3 separate regions of the Danio rerio genome follow, and all the other regions are linked to region 2. A link is a contact called in public HiChIP or PLAC-seq data. All regions are on one chromosome and are shown on one strand. The core of a region is the stretch at or near the end of the contact, and the rest is flanking DNA. Distances in the headings are between cores, read along the strand shown.

Region 1 (3,992 bases), core at 384-2,883, 200 kb before region 2:
AATTGATATAATGCAGTGAATAATAATACAAAAACAAGTAGGCCTACATGATCTTGTCGCGTGTTTGGAATTCAATAGTAAACACTTTTAAAAAATAAGGGTCTTGTACCGCTAGGGTGAAATGTTAATGACCTACAGTAAAAGTACTGTAATATGTTCATACTGTAAAATTAAAATGTGCTAAAGGGCATTTTACCATAAAAAGAATTTGTGGTAAGGCTATTTTACTTTAAAATGAAATTGAAGTAAAGGGCCCTGCTACTGTAAAACACATTTAAGTTACTGTAAAGGGGCAGTTGTGGTAAATTGAGGACAACAGTGCTGACAGTAAATTACTGTAAAAATACAATATAATTTCTACAGTGTAGATTGGGACTTTGAACCTGGTTCGTCCAGTGTTAAGATTTTTGTCACTTAAATATATGCCTTACTGGCATAAAACATCATTTACATATTTTAACATAATATTTTAGAAAATCATATTAGTTTTTTCATCCTTGCTCAGTGATTGTGATAAAATGTGTTTATTTATTGTTTTAGGAAACAAAACATGAATGTCTTGATTAATGCATCACAAATGAGAAAGAGTCTGACAGAGATGGATTTCTCTGGACCCGGAGCCCTTGTACTTGCTCCAGCTGGCCTGAATTGATGTTCTGCTTCTGAATGAACATGAACTGATTCGGGACATTCCCAGTATGTGCTTGCAGAGGGCAAGCTGCAACAGGCCTGAATGCAAGTACACAGAGGAGTCTCAGCCCCGTCCCCTCCCTCCTGTCTGCAGTCTAGAGCCATTGTACAAAAACTACAGACATCCGAATAGTGACGTGTCTCTCAGACGTCTAGATTCTCAGCAATGTAGCACTGTTTTCAGTGAAGTTTGCTTTTGATTTAACATACAGTTATATAATACAAGATAAAATTGTAAAATAAATGGGTTAAGCGCATAGGGGGTTTACGTTTTTTATTTAATTTTTATTATTTTTATGCCTGGTGTTAAAAATGACTGCGTTATAACATTACATAACATAATAAAATATGTGAATAAGGGATATGGATTTTTAGTATGACTCCTTTTTAAGGCTTATATTGCTAGAAGACAATAATAAAATGTTTAATTTCAGCACTTTTATTATAATATAATATCATATAATATCGTATAATATCATATAATATCATATAATATCATATAATATAATATATATGATGAAGTTTACAAAAAAGAAGTAGGCTACATTTAGGTCATTCTGTGACACCCTTTTTCCCAAATTGACTACATGAAACAAATAAGTTTTTGTTAGACACATATAACATTTGATTATTTGTATATTTCAAACTTTTTAAATGTTATTTTTATTACATCTAATAAAAGTCTGAACTACAGAGAAAGCGGAGGAGGAGGAGAAGGAGGGGCGGGTTCAGACAGCGCTGCGTCTCGCCGAATTTCATCCGAGTACCGTTCACTATCCACAGCTCTGAGCCCCTGAACATCTCTCACCATCATGCGGTGATGTGACTCGTGGACAAAGAACTTTCTTTTTTATTTTAAATCTGGAAAAATTAAAAGATCTATCGACGCAATTATAGAGCATCCCACCCCCTGATACGGAATATATTCGTAGCTGTTTCTGATCAACTAAAGATGTCTATATTGCCTTTCACGCCCCCGATCGTGAAGAGGCTGCTGGGCTGGAAGAAGGGCGAGCAGAACGGACAGGAGGAGAAATGGTGCGAGAAAGCGGTGAAGAGTCTGGTGAAGAAGTTAAAGAAGACCGGACAGCTGGAGGAGTTGGAGAAGGCCATCACCACCCAGAATATCAACACCAAATGCATCACCATACCAAGGTACATAATGAAGATTGTGTTAAAACATAGTGAGCTGCCCACCGAGGTGTCATTTTGCACATCATATCGCTCATTCAGTAAACAAACCATGTTTAAATGCAGGATGCCTAGGTAGAAAGCTAAGTAGTTTTCGAGACACCGCCACATAATAAACGTTAACGTTACGTTACAACCAAACTGTGCGGCTAACGTTGCTAACTGAAATGAACAGCCAGCGAGTGTTCTCTCTTCACTTGAGTTTTCTAATAACGTTACTGGTTAAGAATATTAATGTGTTAAGTTATTTAGTTGTCTGACAGACATCAATGGATGTTTCATTCGTCCCCAAAGCAGATTATTTCCCTAACAGTTACAACTAATGCGCGCATCGTTATTTGACAACATTAGCTTGCTAAAGGCAGGCTTTAAGGTTGCTCTTTATTGTCGCATCTCGTTTCATACTGTATCTACAGAAAAAATATATAGTTTTTTTAGTCATATCTTAATATCAAGTTCTTATATTTACACTAGTTTTGTTAGCGTAACTTGTATACAAGCCCCTATCAGCTAGCCTGACGTGCTGACTATAGAGAAAAACATTCATTACTTTTAACTGTTGAGTTGGTTTTGAAAGCTTATATGGCTGATCATAAACTTCACCCGTTTATATTCATAACAGACAGACAGTTTAAAAGGCTGCGATAAACTTAACGTTCAGGCTCATATAAGTGAATAAAATGCCAAACGCCACTAAATGCCAAGCTAAGCTGTTATATAACAGTCTGGTATCTAGAGCAGACTGGGACTGTTTTGACAAATTTTTATTCAGAGAGCTGGATTGGGCATAATTTTACAGTTTTGTGATCAAACCTTATTAGTATGTTAAATTAATAATAAACTGCAGTGAAACTATTCAGTACTATTCAGTGTTAAACTGTCAAAACAACTCACTGCAACTAGTGAATGTGATTGTTCTTAATATAGTTAATTATACTGGTTAAATTGCAATTGTACATCAGTTGGTTTATGTATTTTAATGTTCATTCTATGATACTTTGTTATTGCCACTAAATCAGTGTACAGTGCCCTGTGCCCCAGATGGTGGTGGTTGTGGAGGAGAATAGAGGAGAGTAAAGCTTGTTATATCATAACCACTGTGGTAGTTATATCCAATTGTACTCAGGACATTTAGTCATGGGTAAAAGGATTTGGAGAATTAATAGCCCTACAGATGAAAACGCAAAGCCTTTGTGGCTGCTGAAGGCAGTAATATGCATATTTTTTTTTGAAAGTATTACATTTAAGCTGCATATACCTGTATTTCCATGCTATTTAGATTCATGAATGGCAGGAAAAAGTTTAAGGATCGATCATTTTGCTTACTAAAAATTATGCTTAATGTGGTCTAAGTGGATTTGAAGGCACAAATTATTGCTTTCAAACATGTTTCACTAAATACTCCCCCAATAAGCCATTGAACTTGAATTTTTGAATGTATTGAATGGGATAGCCCCTTGAGATCTCATTTTCGAGGGGGTCCCTACGTACATAAATCAAACAGAGTACATCACGTCATAACAAACATACAGCTAACAAAAAACAAACAAACAAGCAGTACACTTCACCTGAAACACTTCCCACAGTCCCAAGCCTAGGCAAACAAAAACATATAATCAAAAGTACTGTACAAACAATTTGATATACAAATAAATAATAAGCATTTAAATTGGAATCAATATTAATAACATTTAGAAATTCATTTATTCATTTTCTTGTCGGCTTAGTCCTTTTATTAATCCGGGGTCGCCACAGCGGAATGAACTGCCAACTTATCCAGCGAGTTTTTACGCAGCGGATGCCCTTCCAGCCGCAACTCATCTCTGGGAAACATTCACATACTGTATACATTCACACACACACACTACGGACAATTTAGTTTACCCAATTCACCTGTACCACATGTCTTTGGACTGTGGGGGAAACCGGAGCACCCGGAGGAAACCCACGTGAACGCAGGGAGAACATGCAAACTCCACACAGCCGAGGTTCGAACCAGCGACCCAGCGACCTTCTTGCTGTGAGGCGACAGCACTACCTACTGCGCCACTGCCTCGCCCTTTATTTAGAAGTTGTTTCCAAAAAAGAAGATAAATAAGTCCTGAAAAGAC
Region 2 (3,630 bases), core at 825-3,324:
CTAACTCGTGGGAACTTAAACACATGCGGGCAACAGCACACCCCTAACCCACACCGATCCAAATAGCCCCCGGAGACAATCATTGCTTAGTCCCCCGGCACCATGCAATTTCAATAAGAGTATAGTTTATTTTTAAACAGACACTGAATATAGATGAAAATGCTCGAGGCTGTTTCCTTTTTCTGTTTATGCGCTTTTTATTTTACGCGTTTCTTTTGATTCCCATACAATGTTATAGGGTGAATTATGCGCAATGTTATTCATTTATTCATCTAAAGCCTTTATTCTTGGTTTGAGTTAAACAAATAGAGGACATATATCATTTAAATGACAATTGTCCAGTCAGAATGATACATATGAACTACAGGCTTGTGAACACATGAAAATATTTAGGGAAGCTTTAGTAAACATTAGATTTATTCAAGTGACAATTGCATTTCTTTAGATTTAGGAAAGATTTTAGATTAGAGCATGCACCTATAAAAAATACTCACCTTTATGCTACAGACATCTGTGAAAATATTTTATGAGAGCATATTAAAAGCTTACAAAAACATACCCATTTTCCTCAGAGCGCATGCAGTAGCTCTCGTATTAAAACTGTTGTTTCACATTAAACAGACCTTTTACAAGTAGTCTACTAGGTCGACTAATCTAAAGTGTTCCTAAATGCCACGCACGCCCCCGCACACACTGGCAGACAAGCAATCACTTTCGTGTGTTAAAAGATCACGTGGTGAACTTTAAACGTCTCCAGGCCTCAATGACAGCACTGACTGTCGTCCCCATTGGTCCCGAAGGCAAATAGTTAATGTAAATATGCTGGCGCTAAGTGGGAGTGCCTCGCCATTAGTTTAGCTGTCACTTGAGCACTGTCGAATGTCTTCAGTGGTTGTGTCGTTGAGGTCTGCACTAGCATGTGGTCAAGCCTCCGCGCGCGCCTCAACACTAGTCGCGGGAGAGCCGAGTACGATGCAAGTCCACGCGCACTGATAACAGGCCGGAGAGAAAACCGCTAAACTAGCGCTTGTGGACATTTTATATCAGATCGGCGGGATTCCAATGCGTCTGATTACAAAAAGGCTCTAACAGAGGACAGAAAGAGCGCGTTTTTCCGAAGGACTCGAAGGTTTCGAAGACGCGTTTTGCTCCGCAGATTAAAGACACAAAAGGCATCTTCTCAAAAAAAGGTGAGATTTTTGATGTTTGCAGTGTTCACTTTTTAACATTTTATATGGTGGGGAAAATCTTAAAGAGCTGCGTATAGGATAAACAAATCAAACACTGCGTCTTAATACACAATTTATCCAAAAGCACACTTAACATTTATTTGTACAAATCAGATAAATACGTCTTCCAAAATATGGGCTATACATGTTTAAAAGATGTTTCAATTTGTATCGAATTCTTGACAAACAAAACACTTGTGTAAGTTTAGCTAAATTAAATTAAGATAGGAAACGGGACTATAATGTAAACACATTGTATCTTAATTGTAGTTCGTTTGGCTTTATCAACAGATCAAAAACGCAAAGCTCACCTCTAGTAATTACAATTAAAGCGGCTTAAAGCGTCTTACACCGTTATTAAGCTCTTTGGTAAGGCTCAAGGAATAATTTCCTTCTGCTCTTTCCTCGATAATCCTTGCTGTTGACACAACAATTGTTTGCCTTTTCAAAACGGTTATATGTTCAGCACGCTAAAACTTGTATTGTATTCAAACGAATAAAAAACAAACGTCCTAAAATTCGATGACAAAAAATATATAAAATTACGACCACCAACCTTGTTTATTATTATATATACAGAGATATGAAGACAAATATTTTTTATATATGAATTAATAACCTTGCATGGCGAGTTTCGAGCATCATAAATTAGATTTTTCACCGTTTAATATATATTTTATTATTATTATAGACTATGTATTATTATTATTATTATTATTATTAGCCTATTATTACATTAAATCGCATGCTATGACATGAAAAAAAATCATTTCTCTTTCTAAATTATTGTACTCAATACATTACCTAAAACTATTCTTTGCATCACTCTTTACAGATTTCCAGGAATGGAATCTATCCCAAATCAGCTGCCGGCTGGAAGAGACTCCAGCTGTTCGCCGAACTCTAAAGACTTGCAGTCTTACTCTGGCCCACCACTTAAGCCGAACCAAGTCAGTGAGACCTCTTTATACGGAATACCGATCGTTTCATTAGTCATAGACGGTCAAGAGAGACTTTGCCTAGCCCAAATATCCAACACTTTGTTGAAGAACTATAGCTATAACGAAATCCACAACCGGCGCGTGGCTCTGGGCATCACCTGTGTGCAGTGCACCCCGGTCCAGCTGGAGATCCTCAGGCGCGCGGGGGCTATGCCCATTTCCTCGAGACGCTGCGGGATGATTACAAAGCGAGAGGCCGAGAGGCTCTGCAAATCGTTCCTGGGCGCCCACAGCCCGCCGAAATTACCAGAAAATTTCGCTTTTGACGTGTCGCACGAATGCGCGTGGGGCAGCCGGGGCAATTTCATCCCTGCTAGGTACAACAGCTCGAGAGCCAAGTGTATTAAGTGTTCATTCTGCAACATGTATTTTTCTCCAAATAAGTTCATATTTCACTCTCACCGCACGCCAGAATCCAAATACACACAGCCCGACGCGGCAAACTTCAATTCTTGGAGAAGACACTTAAAACTCAGCGATAAGAACTCATCGGACGACGTGATCCACGCCTGGGAAGATGTCAAGGCCATGTTTAACGGTGGCAGCCGCAAGAGGACGCTGCCAATCGGTCGGTCTGAAAGTTCGCCTTCGCAACCACCCAGAGGTCAGACCCAAGGGGAACCGTCCGATGTGCCGCACAAAACTCTCCGCTGTGAGGATGACAGGGTGAACGTGACTATGCCGAGCAGCATCCGCAGTTACCCAGTTATCCCAGTGCCCAGTAAGAGTTTTGGGATGTTACAGAAAATACCACCACCGCTATTTCCGCATCCATACGGTTTCCCGGCGTTTGGATTGTGTCAAAAGAAGGATGACGGTGAGGTGATGGGAGAGCCAAACAAAACAAACCTGTCAGGTGTGTTTTGGCCGAGCCCTAAGGACAGTGCCTATACTTCTTTCCCCATGTTTTGGCCTACAACAGGCAGCTTGGCCATGCCAACGTACCACCATGCCCAACCTAAACCTCCATCTGACGTGTTATGCGCCAGACATAATGAGCTTGACGTGTCAGAGCAAAGTGACCGAAGCACAAGCACCCCTAAAGACAGTTTACTAGATAATGAACGGTGCTCGAGCACTCAGTCGACCCGCAACGAGGAGGATAAATCTGGGGACGAGAGCAGGTCGATAGAGGGAATTCCACCCACCTCGAGAAAAATAAGCTACATTTCTGCATTCAGGCCGGTTGTTAAAGATGTCGAGAGCATCGCAAAATTATACGGCAACAGAGGGCCGTACTCTGGCCCTCGGTCCGGCTACATGTCACCAGATTTTCTGAGTGAAAGTTCTAGTTACAGGTCAGTGTCTCCGGACGTGGACAGTGTGGATGATCCGGATGTGGATGTGGAGTCCCATAAGGCGCATGAGGATGAGGAGTGTCTGCAGCTCTCGGTGGATGA
Region 3 (3,609 bases), core at 722-3,221, 160 kb before region 2:
AAAGCCAAGTGTGTATTTGATAATACTGGCAGTAAAAACTATATTATCTATATATATATTTGGGCAGAATGAGTAAATTAACTGAAGTCCAACACTGCCGCCTGCTGGACACAACGAATCACTGGACACAAGGAGTCACTACTTTTATATCCTTTACGTGGTAAAACGTAAGCCAATAATTGTGTATAAGGATGAATACATAAAAACAGATAGATATATACTGTATGCAAAGAACTATGGTAACGCCATTTATAGTACATATGTAACACTATCGTTTAAGTCATAAAAGTTCAAAAGTCTTGTAATAACCCCCCCCCGAAACACACCAAGGTTTTTCCCATGAGTATTTCAGTGACTGCTGAATAAAACATATATATATATATATATATATATATATTTATTTTATTTTTTTTTACTTTATTATTATTTTTTTACAGGGTTTCTGCAGGTTTCCTCTAATTGAAGAATTTTAAGACCCTTTTAAGAACATTATGAATAAAAATTTTAGACTTACACAGGGCTAAACACAAAGGATTTTCTTTTCTAATTGCCCGGTTCGGTAAATACTTTTTGCATTATGGAAGATCATGTGGAGATGTGTTGCTTTAGTTTTTTTCCCTGAATTGGGAATTTATTTTGGAGAATTTGCTGTAAAATGTTTAACAGCTGTTGTAAATTGTATCTCTTTGCAATAAAAAACTTAAATGTATAAAAAAATAAGTTTTGAGATGGATTATAGGTGATTGGGTGTTGGCCAGATTGGGTAGCTTTACGTAGACATAGGAAAATTAAGACCTGTTTAAAATAATTTAAGACCTCAATATTTCAGTGAATCTAAGAGTTTTTAAGGCCTAAAATTTTACTATTGAAATCTAATTGAATATTTATTCGCAGAAAATGACACTAGGTTCATCAAAAATACATGTTTTCCTACTTATATTGGGAAAAAAAAATATTGGTACTGGTACAAAAGTCTGGAAATTTAGGGTACTTTATTTGAACCTACTGTAGCTCGTGCAAATAAATGCAAAATACTTAAACGTAAATTACAACATTGTTGAAGAATATAACAAGCACCAATAATACCTTTGAAAAATTAGTGAATTTTGTTAACTTTGATAATGCTTTATCAGTATTCTGCGATCAGAAAACTGGGTATTATATATATTAAAAAATACATTTACAAGACAAACCGGTAGAAAAGACAATCTGACTTCAATAAAACTCAGTATGATATTGAAGTAAAGTTGATTTTACATTGGCACATTCGTTCAGTAACAGCTTGTGATATGGTCCCTATAGTGTTTATTATTGTACTATAAATATTCGGTCTAAAATCACAAGTAAGTATGACTCCAAAACAACATTAGCACTATTTAGTTGATTGTGAACAATGCTGTACTTTGATGGTCATTGGCTGCTAATATGATTTCTCTATGTAAAATTTGTAAATAACACTTTTCTGAAATTATATTATTAAGGACAAAGTCAGAATGTGCTAATATAAAGCCAACTTTACATTAATCAGTATGATTTACGTGAAATGTACAGAATAGTGTACATTTCTAGATTGATAGCTGGATTTATCAAATTTTTTTTACTTTTAAAATACCGTAACACAATGTAATAATACATCAAGTATTATATGCGATTAATAACGAAAACGTTTACGCGATGCACGCGTTTTGATCTGTAATCAAGTGATATCAGGAAAAATTCTTATTGTTGACAGCTAACATTAGCATAGCGGCAAGGCTAACGAGTATGGGCTACATTTTCCTTATTTACTCACGTCTAATGAGCTCCTCTTCTTTAAAGTTGGAATCACAACTTGTGACTAAGATACAAGGTAGGGTAGGTGCTTCATCTCCTTGATCATCTGCCATTTTAAGCCTTGGAACAATTCAAAATAGCTCCCAATGAAGGTAGCACGTTAGCAACAGCTGTCAACCTCCTGAAGGAAACCTTTCACCTCTAACCTCAACTTGCTTCCGCGTCTGCGCGCGTTTAGAAAATATAAAATAAATAATATAGTGTACCTTTGAAAAGCGCAAGTAAATCCTTTATAAGTTACATGATTAATTAAGAAATAATAATCATAATAATAAATGTGATTTTGGTGTTTCCTCACGGAGAATACCATGCGTCATGTTGCCATAGTTACGGTCAGACCTTTGTTGATGAAAACTTGTAACGAAGCTTAAAATGACCTGAAAACCCTTAAACATTTATTATTCGTTTGAAAAAATGGCCAGCGTCCTCAAAAATAAAGACGAAGTTGGGAATATTTTAGTAAAGGTAAGTTAATGTGAAGTTACTGAAGAACAGATATATAACAGAAGACTTTACTACAGCCGTTTAAGTGTTAAATTTACAGACTTTGAAACTTATGTCACATTTCATGGCGGTGTGTAGGACTATGTTTTTTCTGAATGTTCGTGTGTTTTAGGTCCAGGATGATTTAAGACAGCTAAAAAAGAATATTGTTCAATTTACTGTGCAAGAAAATGGAGAAATTTTGGATATTCAAGCTCTGGATGCAGCCATCATCAGGACAGAAAATGGAATAAGGGTATATAAATTATTACTTTATGATAAATTTACCGTAATAGTTATTTTATAGCTGTTTGTTTGTTTAGGTATTTAAAATAGTTTAACAATAATTTATTATGTTTCCCAGAGATGGGTTGCAGCTGGAAGGGTATCTGCTGCGTAAAACATATGCTGGATAAGTTGGCGGTTCATTCCACTGTGGTGACCCCAGATCAATATAGGGAAGAAAAGAAAATGAATGAATAATTTATTTTAATTTGTAAAATTATTAGATCATTTACATTTAATTTAACAGTTTATTTTAGAATTTGTGCAATGGAATATACACATACATGAAACGTGTGGAGCTTGAAAAAAAATTGGTTTGTAAATGGCTTGTAATTTTGTTTTTCTAAATTTTTTTGTTCATAGAGACACGCAGAGGATTATCTGAAAACCATCAATAACCAGGTTTTGACTCTACCTTCTATTGAAGAGCCTGAAAAGAAGACTGCTCATCCGAAACTTGTTACGTGGTATTTAAACAAAAATTCCCCTACTGAGGCAAATACAGAAATTCTCTTTACAGTATCAGCGATTATGCTCATCAGCAGTTTTATTGGATACCCATATTGCACCATGAACCAAAACATGTTCATCGCTATCTTAACTTTTTTTTAAAAATGTATAAATTTAAGGCCGAGGCAGTGGCGCAGTAGGTAGTGCTGTTGCCTCACAGCAAGAAGGTCGCTGGGTCGCTGGTTCGAACTTTCGCTCAGTTGGTGTTTCTGTGTGGAGTTTGCATGTTCTCCCTGCCTTTGCGTGGGTTTCCTCCGGGTGCTCCGGTTTCCCCCACAGTCCAAAGACATGCGGTACAGTTGAATTGGGTAGGCTAAATTGTCCGTAGTGTGTGTGTGTGTGTGTGAATGTGTGTGTGGATGTTACCCATAGATGGGTTGCGGCTGGAAGGGCATCCGCTGCGTAAAAACCTGCTGGATAAGTTGGCGTTTCATTCCACTGTGGCGACCCCGGATTAATAAAGGGATTAAGCCGACAAGAAAATGAATGAATGTATAA

What was found. HiChIP or PLAC-seq counts read pairs in DNA pulled down with a chosen protein or histone mark.
Region 1: a contact with region 2 is called in an H3K4me3 HiChIP or PLAC-seq map of embryo, with 3 times the contacts expected there. The contact joins the promoter of smad3b here to the promoter of skor1b in region 2. A contact is called at or near these places in 1 of 18 Hi-C or Micro-C datasets (embryo) and 1 of 4 datasets of contacts at active chromatin or transcription factors (embryo).
Region 3: a contact with region 2 is called in an H3K4me3 HiChIP or PLAC-seq map of gastrula embryo, with 4 times the contacts expected there. The contact joins the promoter of aagab here to the promoter of skor1b in region 2. A contact is called at or near these places in 5 of 18 Hi-C or Micro-C datasets (caudal fin, embryo and an unstated tissue) and 2 of 4 datasets of contacts at active chromatin or transcription factors (embryo and gastrula embryo).

Annotation. Positions count from the first base shown.
Region 1 is chr18:21,158,710-21,162,701 of GRCz12tu, forward strand. It overlaps smad3b (SMAD family member 3b), which reads left to right and starts at 1,634. Exons shown (of 9, transcript NM_175083.2): 1 at 1,634-1,845. The coding sequence starts at 1,643.
Region 2 is chr18:21,361,787-21,365,416 of GRCz12tu, forward strand. It overlaps skor1b (SKI family transcriptional corepressor 1b), which reads left to right and starts at 2,075. Exons shown (of 7, transcript NM_001045133.1): 1 at 2,075-3,630. The coding sequence starts at 2,075.
Region 3 is chr18:21,205,530-21,209,138 of GRCz12tu, forward strand. It overlaps aagab (alpha and gamma adaptin binding protein), which reads right to left and starts at 1,972. Exons shown (of 10, transcript NM_001002423.1): 1 at 1,793-1,972. The coding sequence starts at 1,886. iqch (IQ motif containing H) reads left to right here and starts at 2,196. Exons shown (of 21, transcript NM_001045129.1): 1 at 2,196-2,298; 2 at 2,450-2,572; 3 at 2,965-3,068. The coding sequence starts at 2,248.